4 separate regions of the Mus musculus genome follow, and all the other regions are linked to region 3. The links are chromatin contacts, called in public HiCAR-type and promoter capture Hi-C maps. All regions are on one chromosome and are shown on one strand. Each heading gives the region's core, a stretch centred on a gene start, on an enhancer-like site or on the middle of the called end of the contact. The rest is flanking DNA. Distances are from core to core; before and after follow the strand shown.

Region 1 (2,700 bases), core at 63-2,562, 2.3 Mb before region 3:
CTCCACATTTCTGTCACACGCTCCCCGCCCCAAACACCTGAAATAAGGATGTAAAACCACTGCTCATCATTTGACTTCACAAGGCAATTTACGACTTTTAAAATACTGCCTCCCTTACGGCCACTTCAAGGAGTACTTTTCTCTCATTTGCCAGATAAGGAAACCTAGTCCCTGACACTGGAGCTCCTGCGTAGTTAAACTTTGACAGTGCACATGCCTTCTTTCTGGTCAGGGCCCTTTCCAAAAAACACCCCAGGTACTCCGGACCCATCTTTCCACTGAAGAAAACAGGCGTCCTTAGCAATGGTAAGTGCTAGGTTCTAACTTTCCCAAGATTGTTCATTCTGGGGTTCCATGAGACCAACCTGGGACAATCCAATGTTACCGGCCAGGGCTGGAAAGGTGTCTGCCTAACTCCTCTGCTATCTGTGATAACTGCAGGCGACCTGAGTTCAAAGCTCCATCTGGAACATTCCTCCCTCACCAGGTCCTGGAAGTATGACCTGGAAGTACTCCAATGAGCCCTTCCAGACTTTTCCCATCTGAGGGTCCTTCATAATTTCTCAGACTATGGAGAAGACCCTCTTCCAATTTCAAGATGACCTCTCTCAATAAAACCCTTTCCCCTAAAAGGACAGAAACCCAATCCAGCAGTTTCCTCCCCCAGGGCCTTCCACTTCACTTCAGCGGGGGGAGGGGTCCAGGCCCTGTGACTGGCTACTCTGGAAGCGTAGCAGGCTTTGGGACAATCCTACCGTCGTCCTTTCTAGGGTCTCTGTGAGAACTAAAAGAATTGGCGAACTAGGCGCGTGTAATTTTTCAGAGCTCAGTTAGAGGAGTCAGTAAACACTGGTTAGGTGGAGTGAGCGGTTCTGCTCAGCCTTCAGAACCCAGCACTGTCCAGTTAGGAAGAAAGGACGCGCCCTCGGCAAACAGCATCGGCCGCCCTCGTCGCAAGCCGGGCCCAGGCTGGTGTCCTGCAAACCCAGGGAACTTTTCTGTTCAGCTCATTTCTGCAACTTGATGCGTCCGTCCGACACATCGCGGCCTGGATACGCCGGGTCACCCTGCTGCCCGCCGCCAGGGCTCGCGCGGCCGCCCGAGAGCGAGCCGCCTCCACTCACCTTCGTCATGTCTGCGGTGGACAGACCCCGATCCCAGAGACCTCTCACTCCCAGGCGGCGGAGCGCGACTCGCGCGGCAGCCGGAAGGGGCAGCAAGTACATCTTCTCGGCTCGGCCCTCGGCGCCGCCCTCCAGAGAAGGAGCACGTGGCGCGTGGCAGGGCGCGCGCCTGGAGGCGGGACCTCCGGGGTCGCCGGACGCGCGCTTGGAAAGCCGGACCTGTGCGGGGCCTTGGGGGCGGGGCCGTCGGCAACTGGGCGGAGACCCGCTACTGAGCCTTAGGGAAGGGCGGCAGGCCCTTGGGGGCGGGGCTTCTGTTCTTGCGGGCCGGCGTCGTGGGCGTGGTTTCTGCGGGCTCAGGGGCGTGTCGGCTTGCTCGTGCTCGCGTGGGAAGCCTGAGAATTTGGTTTAAGGCAGTTTAACAGAAGTATGTCAATTTTATTTAACAAGTTTGTGTATACATGGAAGCCCTTACAGGAAAATGAGGATCCTGAAAGTGATCAGGTCCAAGTGCTTATATTGAATAGTAAATAGTTATGAAAAAGTAACTAAGCATAAAGGAAAACAAAAAGAATGTAATAATTAGCTAAATAAGGTTCATTTGGGCAGATTTCTAGCTTCCTTAACGCCTCACCTCGGGTAAAAGTATTTGGGGTAGCAGTAGTTTACATGGTGGTTTGACGTTCTGCTTTGGGGTTTGGGAGACCCAAAGATGGCTCTTCTTGCATTTAGTTCTATTCAAGTGCCTTTTAGGTGCAAAATATTGATGCTCAAGTGGCATACTTTAATGTAGCATATCTGCCATCCTTCATTATCCAATAAGGGCAAGAAGTACAGTGATTACAAAAACTGTTTTGAAGAGTGTCTTATGTAGACATCCGGATATGGGCCATGATTGTCCCCATTAGTAGCCCACCCTCACTACTGACAAGGCTCATATTTTAAAGCTTTGGTCAGCAGCTCTTGGTCAGCAGCTCGTGGTGCTGCAGGGAGGAGGTGGAACACGTAGAACATGGGACCTAGTAGAAAGAAGTTGGGAGGTTTCAAGGAAAATGCTGTGATCCCAGGACCCGGCTGCCTGTCTCTGATTCACCACAGATGAAGAGGCATCCCATCGTATGTGTTCAGCATAATTGCTATGCTGGCCCTAAACCCGTGCACTGAATGACCACGGGAACCTCTGGAGCTAGGAACTAAAGTCTTTCCTCTTTTTAATTTGACAGCTTCAGAAAGTTTTGTCCTGGTGATAAAAAGGTTACTAACGTAATAAGATCAAGTTCCTTCTGCCTTTTTTATTTTGTTTAAGGACATTTCTTCCACAAGAAATGCCTCCAGACCATCCCACTGTGGGTTTTATGTCTCCTACTCCCAAAGCAACCTGTCTCAAATTGCTAATCACCTGTATCCTGCTCGTGTGTGTGTGTGTGTGTGTGTGTGTGTGTGTGTGTATGTGTGTGTGTGTAGGACGTGGCTTTCACTTCTGTGTATTCATGCCAAAATCTAGCATCTAGTCCATATCTAGGGCCTATGCAAACAAGGTGCTCATAAATATTTGAATGAAAGTATGATCAAAGTC
Region 2 (2,700 bases), core at 138-2,637, 2.6 Mb before region 3:
CTATGGAGATAAGCCACTCCTATTTTAAATTTCAGTTTCTGAACCGCCATCTAGACTATCTCTACTCTACACATCACCTTATTCTAGCCTCCCAAATGATAAGATTGCAAACATATATTCATAAACACATGGCTTCAAACTTCACATTCGAAAATTTCTGATGAAGATGTAATGCTACATTTTTACTTCTGATGCAACAAACGCTGAGCAATAAACTACTCTAAGAAGAAAAAAGAATGATAGATAAGACTATACCACAAGATAGGGCAATACAGAATTGAGAATTTGAGTTCCTAAGAATTAAAATATTTTTTTCCGCAAAGGTGAGTATAAATGCCCAGTAATGTACAGCACTTCTCTGTAAACTCTGGATGGCTTACAAGCTCTTGGTCCCCTGTGACAATACTGACATAAGTGTAGAAATGGCTCTGGTGCAAAAGTTTTTTTTTTTTTTTTAAGTAATTTTAAGTATATACTTAATCAAAAGATTCTCCTCTCCCCAAGGAAGTTTTCTCTAGCACAGAGCAGGATCCATCTATAACAATTACAAAGTGTTAAATCCCATGCAAGGTTAGTTCCCCCGATTTTTGTAACTAATCTCGCTTTTCAAGATCTCTTCGCTTCACAAAACTGATGTCCTCGCACATCTTTTCTGGATGCAGTAGGATGATTGGCAAGCGCTTTCGCTGAAAGTGAAGATAGATGACATTGACCCTGAAAAGTTTCCAGCACTTAAGGAGCTGCCTAGCCCAGCACCGCCAACTCTTGAGGCTTCCACCGTACTCCCCTCTTGGAACTCGAGGAAGCAAGCATTTGGGCGGAGGGAGTTAGAGGCTAAACCCACTGGGGGCAAAACATTAGAAGTCTGGGGCCGAGCTGCTATCTGGAAAAGTGCGAACTGGCTAGGCTAGGAGAGCGCTCAACGCGAGAGGACTACAAAGCCCAGAGGGCACAGCGTCGCTCTCTTGCGCTCCTCTACGGGACCTGCACGCAATGGAGGCTGGGAAATGAAGTCTTCGGACTTCCAGCGCTCCGCGCGAGGGCAGAAGGGAGGCGTTGCTGGTCCGCTCCTTCAGCACGCGGGTTCCTGGCTGGCCTCCGGGTTTCTCGCTCCCGCTCAGGGTTTTCGTGGACGGCGGGAGCAGTATGGCTTGCCTGAGTAAACTCTGGGGGGAGGAGGGGAAGGGAGTGGGTAAGGAGGCGGGGTCAGCGGAAGCGGCAGGTTGCTTCCTTCTCTCCGCGCTCCCTCCCCGCCTCTCCCCGAGGGAGCGGTGGGAGGGGGAGGGGAGGGCAGGAGGAAGGTAGTGACACGTGTCAATCAACCCCCCTCCGGGGGGCGCGCGCTCCGGGGCTCGCGCCGAGGGCTCGCGCCCCTGCCTCGTGCCTGCGCCGCTCGTATGTAAATGAGGGCGCGTGACGCGGGACGCAGATGGACAAGGGAAGAGAGAGAATGGCCGCTGCCGCCGCTGCTGCCGCCGCCGCCGCTGCCGCTCAGTGCCGGAGCCCTCGGTGCGCGGCGGAGAGGAGAGGATTCCGGCGGGAACTCGACTCTTGGCGCCACCGCCTCATGCACTGTGTAGGTAAGAGAGACACGGGCCGGGCCGGGCTCGGCGCCACGGTGCGGCTGCCGGAGGAGTTTGTGGCTGAGGGGTGTAGTTGGAGCTCCGGTTCGGGTCAGTTCAATGGGGAGCGATGGGAGCGGCGGCGGCGGCGGCGCGGCGGCCCCGGCGGCGCCTTTTGTCTCGGGGCTCCCTGCCCGGCGCGGTCCGCGCCCCGCCGCCCGCCTGCCCGGCTCCGAGCTCCCGGGGAACTGTTAGTTCGGACCCACTCTCCGAGCACCCCGCGGAAGCAGCCCGCCCGCTCGTGCTGCCCCGAAACTCCTCGGCGCCCGTCGCCACCCGCCGGTGCCCCTGTCACCGCGGCTCTCCACCGGGGCGGAGGGGACCCTGGAGCGGCGAGCCGGTCCGCGCCCCCGGCCGGGCGCTCACACACCCCCTTCTTGCGGCCCTGGGGCTGGCGGCGAAGACGCTGCCTAGTTCCTGGGACGCGGGACCAGGGGTTGCGGGGCGCTCGCGGGGCGGGGGGCGGGGGGCGGGAGAGGGTCGAGGGGCGATGGGGGCGGCGCCTGAGGGGCGGGGGGCGGCCGCCTCTGCCCTCTTGCGAGTGGCCTCGGATCTGTGTGTACCCCTTTAAGAAGGAGCCGCTCGAGCTGACGGTTGGGATTTGAAGTTCTTCCTCCCTCTTTGGAAGTCTGGACGGATGGGGGGTGTTGCTATGGCGACGGCACCCTCCCCACGCCCCCCCCCCCTTTCCTTGAGGACGCCCCGACGACTCCGGTCCTCTTTTCGCTGTCATGTGATGGACTCGCGTAGCCCTCCCCGCCTCCCATTCCTGTTCAAATGCAGTTCAGTTTTCCGTTTCGGTGGGGTCTGATCGGTTTTGCTTCAAACTTGCGCGCTCCCGGCTGTCATTCAGTGGGCTGCTCCGGGTAGCGGGAAGTACTGGGACTCCCTTACCTTGTTGCGGTCGCTGCTTTTCCTCACTCAGAGTGCGACGTGTGCCCACAGCTGTTACCCAGCAGGTTGGTTCAGTGCAACAGAGGGGCTGCGAGCGGAGGGTGTGCTTCGGCAGGGGTTACGGGGTAGCTTTTGAGGGGAGGAGGTGGGAGTGGAGGCTGGTCGGTGTTAGGAGTGGGTGGTT
Region 3 (2,700 bases), core at 194-2,693:
CGAGGAGCCCGGGGGCTGTGGTTGCGGCGGCTGCTGGGGCGGCTGCGGCTGCTGGGGTGGCTGCTGCTGGGTCGCCGGCGGAGGCTGGGGCGGCGGCGGCGACGCGGTCTGCACCGACCAGGGGGTGCCGAAGCCGGGCAGCGGTGGGGGAGACGCGGAGCCGCCTCCCCCTCCGGGGGGTCCCCCGCCCCCGCCGCCGCCGGGGTGCGGCAGGTCCGGGCTCTGCAGGCTGCTGAAGGCGCTGGTGCCGAGCGCCGCGCCGGGCAGGAGGGTGCTGGGGCTGTTGAGCAGAGGGTGGTTGGGCGACTCCATGGAGCCCGGCGCGGGGTTCACCGGCGGCGTCGAGGGGGGCAAGCCCGCATTGGGGGGCTCGGCGGCGCTGCCCTCGCCCGCGGCCGGGGTCTGGCGAGGGCTTCCCGCGCCTCCGTGGCGGCGCCGCGGAGCTGCGGGCGGCGAGGGCGGGAGCTGCGGGAGCTGGGGCAGGTCGACCGGGCGCTGCCGCTGGGCGAAGTCCTGCGGCGGGAGGTGCTGCGTGTGCGGGAGGCTGAACGGCTGAGAGCGCTGGGCGAGCGGCGCCGACTGCAGGAGCGGCCCGGGCGGTGGTGGCGGCGTTGGCGGTGTTGGGCTGAAGCGGCCGGGGCAGTGGAGCGGCGGCGGCGGCGGCGGCGGCTTCGCGTCCGGAGGGTGGGGACGGTGTGGCGGGCTCAACTCTTTCCTCTTCTGGCTGCTCAGCTGCTGCTGCTGCCGCTTACTGAAGTCCTGCGGGGAGGAGGTGCGGCAGCAGCAGCAGGAGGAGGCGGAGGAGGAGGAGGGGTGGTGCAGACTCGGTTTGAAGTCCTGGGAGGGGAGGAGGTGGGTCACACCCGCGTTCGTGCCGCCGCCGGGGTGGTGGCTGGGGAGCTGCTCTGCGGCCGCCGCCCCCGAGAGCGGCCTCGTCGGCTGCTGTGTCAGCCCGAGCAGTAGCTCATCCTGCACGGCCTGGGGATGCGCCACGAGCGGGGAGGAAGAGGAAGCTGCGGCTGAGCTGGCCGCGCCGCCGCCCGAGGGGATGGCGAAGGGGGAGGCGGCCTCGGAGAAGCCGGTGACAGGCAACGGCGGCGGCGACAGCGGGCCGAAGGGCGTGGCGGGCGGCCCGGCGGCGAAGGGCCGGTAGGCGCTGCCGCCGGGCGAGGATCGTGGGCTGCCGCTGCGCAGCAGGGCAGTGTGCAGCACCCCGAACCCGAAGTCCCGCATTTATCAGGCCGGCGGCCGCGGCAGGAGACGCACCCCGTCCCCTGCCCCGCCTAGAAAGCCCCGGGAGCCGTGGCGGCGCGGCCGTGGTGGAAGGATGGGGTCAATGGGAAAGGGACACTGTGACTGAGCCGGGGCACCGACTTGGGGCCCCGCCGCCCCTCACGGAGGCCACCGCCGCCTCCCGGAACCGGCTCCGGCACCACCGCCGCTGCCTCGGCCGCCGCCGCCCTCGCCGCTTAAGAACCCCGGAACGTGCGTCAGCAGCCACCTCACAATCGCGCCGCCCCTTGTCGCGCGCCCTGGCACGCGCGAGCGCGCCGCCGCCGCCGCCGCCGGCCTCGCCCCGCCCCGCCCCTCATTAGCGTGCGTTGTGGACCCTGCGAGGCAGCGGGCGCGCGCGGCGCGTCCCTCAGTCCAGGACCTTGAATGGAGCCCAAGGGGGTGAAAAAAAAGCCGGTGGAAGTTGGGGAGACGGCTAATGGGTCTCGAGCACCGTGCGCGTGCGCACGGAGGCGAGCACGCGCGGGCGTTGCGGACGGTTCCTGGGCAACCGCCCCTCCTGTCCCCTGTCGCACGCGCCCCCTCCTCAGGCCCCGCCCTGTCCCAGCCCCTGGGGTCACGTGAAGTGCCGCTGTCCCAGACCTGCTAGCAGGACTAGGGCGCTAAGCTTGCAGGACTCTAGAAGGTCCCATGCTCTGTGGTCGGGTGCGAGCCGCGCGTGCTGTCACCCACCCTTGCCACCGCTGGAAGGCATTTTTTTTTGTTTGTTTTTTAAGAGTAAAACGCGAAACACCGGCGCCTTTTGCAGCAAACATTTCCACTTCAGCAAGGGGAACAAAGTCTGGGAGCCGACAGGGCTCTGCGTGGTTACTCGCGCAGGAGAGCTCTGAGTAGGTTCTGAGACCAGCTCCTCCTGGCCCCGCTGCTGCAAGCCCTGGGTGCGCTGTCACCACAACCCAGGGGTGCCGGACTCCTCCTCTACAAGTTCTTTCTGGCTTCCTTCCCCCGGGAGACTCTCATCGGAACATTTCCGAAGCTTTATTAATTTTCAAGGGAGAAAGATTTCTCACATCAGGGGGGAAAGGAGATTGTGACTCAGCAGCGGACTTGTTGAGGCTTGTAAAGTGGAAGGGGAAAGGCTTTCCATGTAGACAGAGGAGCGCTGGATGGGGACTTAATCCAGTGTAATTCCTCCCCACAGGAACATTTTACACAGAGAAAACCACACTTGACTGTTTAGTCCAATGATAACTGATCCACACGACATAATAAAGAATTGTATGTTCTTAGTTTTTATTTTTAAGTTTTCCTGGTGCTTAGAAAACTGAAATTACTGAATGGATTCCAGAAATACCTACTGAAATCTCAACAGTTTGCAGAAAGTTGATTCAGACTGGACTAATGATGTTGTAACTTACTAGTCTCTTAAGGAAGTTAGGTAGATGTCTTTCTGAAGCCCCTGTCAGT
Region 4 (2,700 bases), core at 108-2,607, 2.3 Mb before region 3:
GACCAACCAGACTGCCTATTCTGTGTACGGTAAAAGTTAAGTCTTGTTGGACTTTTGGGGCGTGAGCATGATGTGCAGATTTCAGAAAACCTATGGCCCACAAAGCTTGGGGGCGGGGGGGGGGGGGGCTTCACCAACGGCAGTAGGCCATGCAGACTTAAAAAAAAAAAAAAAACCAAACCTAACTGCAAGCCAGGCAGTGGTGCTGCACTTGTTCAATCCCAGCACTAGGGAGGCAGAGACAGTTGTGTGTCCAAAGTCAGCCTGGTCTACAGCGCTTGTTCCAAAACAGCCAGGGCTACGCTGAGAACTTGTCTCAAAACAAAACAAAACAAAACAAAAAGACAAAAACTAACTTCAGAAACTTTAGTTCCTGCTGCACCTCCCAGCCCACCCCCCCCCCCCATCCTTTGAAAAACATTTAAAGCATGGACCTTTATGGACAGTCAGTCTTACGGAGGTTAAAAACAACGCGTGCCCTTCTATTAAAAGCCCAGTATTTTAGGACTGGTGCGATGGCTAATCCGGTAAAGATGTTTGCCACCACACCTGAGTTCCATCCCTGCATCCAAGAGTGGATGGACCCAAGCGTTCTACTAAGGTTTCCTCCCACAGTGAGAACTCAACTTATGCCAACAAAGAGCATTTACCAAATGAATAGAAAGCGAAAGCCAGAGAAGTCAAGGGATGGCACCCAAACAAGCTAACAGGTAGGCAGGTGCCAGGGGCCATTGGAAGGTCTACACAGAACACTAGAGAAAAACAGGAAAAGCGTCCAGTATGTGACCTGGAAACTCAGAGGACCTCAGCCGAGTGGGCCCGCTCCAGGGAAGACCAGATCCTACTAGACCCGCAGGGGATCCAACGAGCCCCGAGGTGGATGGGAGTTGGGCGAACTTCAAGGCCACGGTCTCCAGAAATGTCGCGGTTGCGGGGGCAGACCTGAGACGACCGGCCACAGGTAGTACCCAATCTACGGCAGGCGACTTCCATTCTCCGGTGCCCCGCCTCTACTAAACGCCGGGACCGAGAAAGGAGTTAACCTGCGCGCCTTCCGCACGCCTGTGAGGGCTGCACAGAGACGCCCACATCTCGGCTTACCTCGAAGGATGACTCCAACTCGTCCACCAAAGTGCTGTTAGATGGTCTCGGGGCCCCAGGGGCTGCTTGCAGAAGCGACGCCTGGCCTGGGAGCCCGGGCGGCGGCGGCGGGGGACCTGGAGGCTGCCCAGTGAACATCCCTCCCAGGGACGCCGCCATGTCTGCAACGGCGGGCGGAAACGACACCGGGCCTGTGTGCGCAGGCGCGGGCAGCCTGATCACGTGGCAGGCCTGGTCACATGACGGGCAGTTCGCCTATTCGCCCGGAGAAAGGATTTACCATCATCCTTGTTTCTGTGCGGTCTGCCCAATTTATAGCCGACCTGGGTTTACTCTTTTTTGACCTAAATACTAAATGCTGGGACTGGTTTAAACCAGTCACTTGCAGAGACCGAACAAGGGCGCTGGCCTCCCTGCCTCCAGCCAAGCCCTTGGGCTGTCCCTAAAGACCTTAGCCGAGTCTTTTCTGCGCTCCTTTAGAAAAATGAGTCATCAGTTCATTCTAGGGTGATTAAGGGCTTGAGATGTACCAAATGCCAATCTAGTCACTTGTTCTGGCTGGAACAACACAAGTTCCCTCTAAATTCTGGCGTGAGGTGACATCCTGAAGGATACCAGTGTTCCTGGCACTTTTCTAATCGTATATGATAACACCGGAGGGAAAGTGACTGCATCTGTTTTCATAACGGCTTTAATGTTTGCCTGTTCACTAATTCAGAAGCCAAATAGCCTTGTTGTCGTCGTTGTTGTTTAATTTTACAACACTTAAAAAAAAAAGAAAAATTATCAGCTGACCAAGTTTTCGCCGAAAGATTTCCTTGCCCTAGACAGAGGGTAGGGAATAAGTGACAGGAGACAGGATGAAGGAGAAGAGAAGGATGGGGAGTGGTATTTGTCACTGGAGGATAAAAGACTGCCTCTAGATAGAGAGGAGACAGATGCGGCACATAGTAAAATGGACATTTATAATGGTATAAAGGGAACCCCTGTGTTAGAATGATGTGTTCAATTTTAGTTGGACAAGTTAATTAGGTGAGCCAACGGGGACTTTTCATTGCTGGACTTCAATACGATGATATCTTCACCTTGGTAGTCAGCCTCAGGAAGTGGCCAAATAAGTGAACAAACCTCGGTGGCTAGCTTTAGGAACACAATCTAACAGTTCTTAGTAAAGCAGAGGAAATGGAGGAGCCGAACAAGGATTGCCAGAGCCATGCTCAAGTGGACTAGTGTCCCTTCAACTTAACTGAGTCCTTCTAGTTTCCAGATAGGCATGTTTAATAATCTAGACATAGTAGTAAATACCCCAAATAGGAAGAAAAACCTCATAAATACATACAGCATTATTTGTAGAGATAAGTACTGAGGGAAAATGCTTGGGAGTGGACAGCTAAGTGCTCTTTGATGTGGAGGGCCTCTCTAAAGAGATCTCATTTGGAATGAAAATTTAAATGGAAGACCTTTCTAGAAAAAAAAACCTAAAGAAATACTTTGCGGGGTTAGTCAGGTTTTAGTTATCTATATGCCCAACATCCAGAACTCTGTCTAGCAAATATAGAGAAACACTTGTTGACTGAAAAATAAGCGCAGAGGCTTGAG

The links. HiCAR-type assays count read pairs that join an accessible place to other places. Capture Hi-C pulls out chosen DNA fragments and counts their contacts.
Region 1: a contact with region 3 is called in a promoter capture Hi-C map of liver, with 7 times the contacts expected there. The contact joins the promoter of Lap3 here to the promoter of Cpeb2 in region 3. A contact is called at or near these places in 4 of 39 promoter capture datasets (the C10 cell line, liver and pre-B cells), 5 of 484 Hi-C or Micro-C datasets (CD4 T cells, CD8 T cells, embryonic stem cells and 2 more), 1 of 115 datasets of contacts at active chromatin or transcription factors (astrocytes) and 2 of 9 other capture datasets (adipose tissue and liver).
Region 2: a promoter capture Hi-C map of liver shows a contact between it and region 3, with 4 times the contacts expected there. The contact joins the promoter of Lcorl here to the promoter of Cpeb2 in region 3. A contact is called at or near these places in 1 of 484 Hi-C or Micro-C datasets (CD4 T cells) and 1 of 9 other capture datasets (liver).
Region 4: a HiCAR-type map of astrocytes shows a contact between it and region 3, with 6 times the contacts expected there. The contact joins the promoter of Med28 here to the promoter of Cpeb2 in region 3. A contact is called at or near these places in 1 of 39 promoter capture datasets (pre-B cells), 3 of 484 Hi-C or Micro-C datasets (CD8 T cells, pre-B cells and uterus) and 1 of 115 datasets of contacts at active chromatin or transcription factors (astrocytes).

The regions. Positions count from the first base shown.
Region 1 is chr5:45,491,986-45,494,685 of GRCm38.p6, reverse strand. Lap3 (leucine aminopeptidase 3) reads right to left here and starts at 1,312. Exons shown (of 13, transcript NM_024434.6): 1 at 1,125-1,312. The coding sequence starts at 1,226.
Region 2 is chr5:45,856,227-45,858,926 of GRCm38.p6, reverse strand. It overlaps Lcorl (ligand dependent nuclear receptor corepressor-like), which reads left to right and starts at 1,387. Exons shown (of 7, transcript NM_001163073.1): 1 at 1,387-1,580. The coding sequence starts at 1,430.
Region 3 is chr5:43,231,996-43,234,695 of GRCm38.p6, reverse strand. Cpeb2 (cytoplasmic polyadenylation element binding protein 2) reads right to left here and starts at 1,443. Exons shown (of 12, transcript NM_001368806.1): 1 at 1-1,443. The coding sequence starts at 1,233. The region is part of intron 1 of Gm7854 (predicted gene 7854); the gene reads left to right.
Region 4 is chr5:45,518,886-45,521,585 of GRCm38.p6, reverse strand. Med28 (mediator complex subunit 28) reads right to left here and starts at 1,357. Exons shown (of 4, transcript NM_025895.4): 1 at 1,102-1,357. The coding sequence starts at 1,260.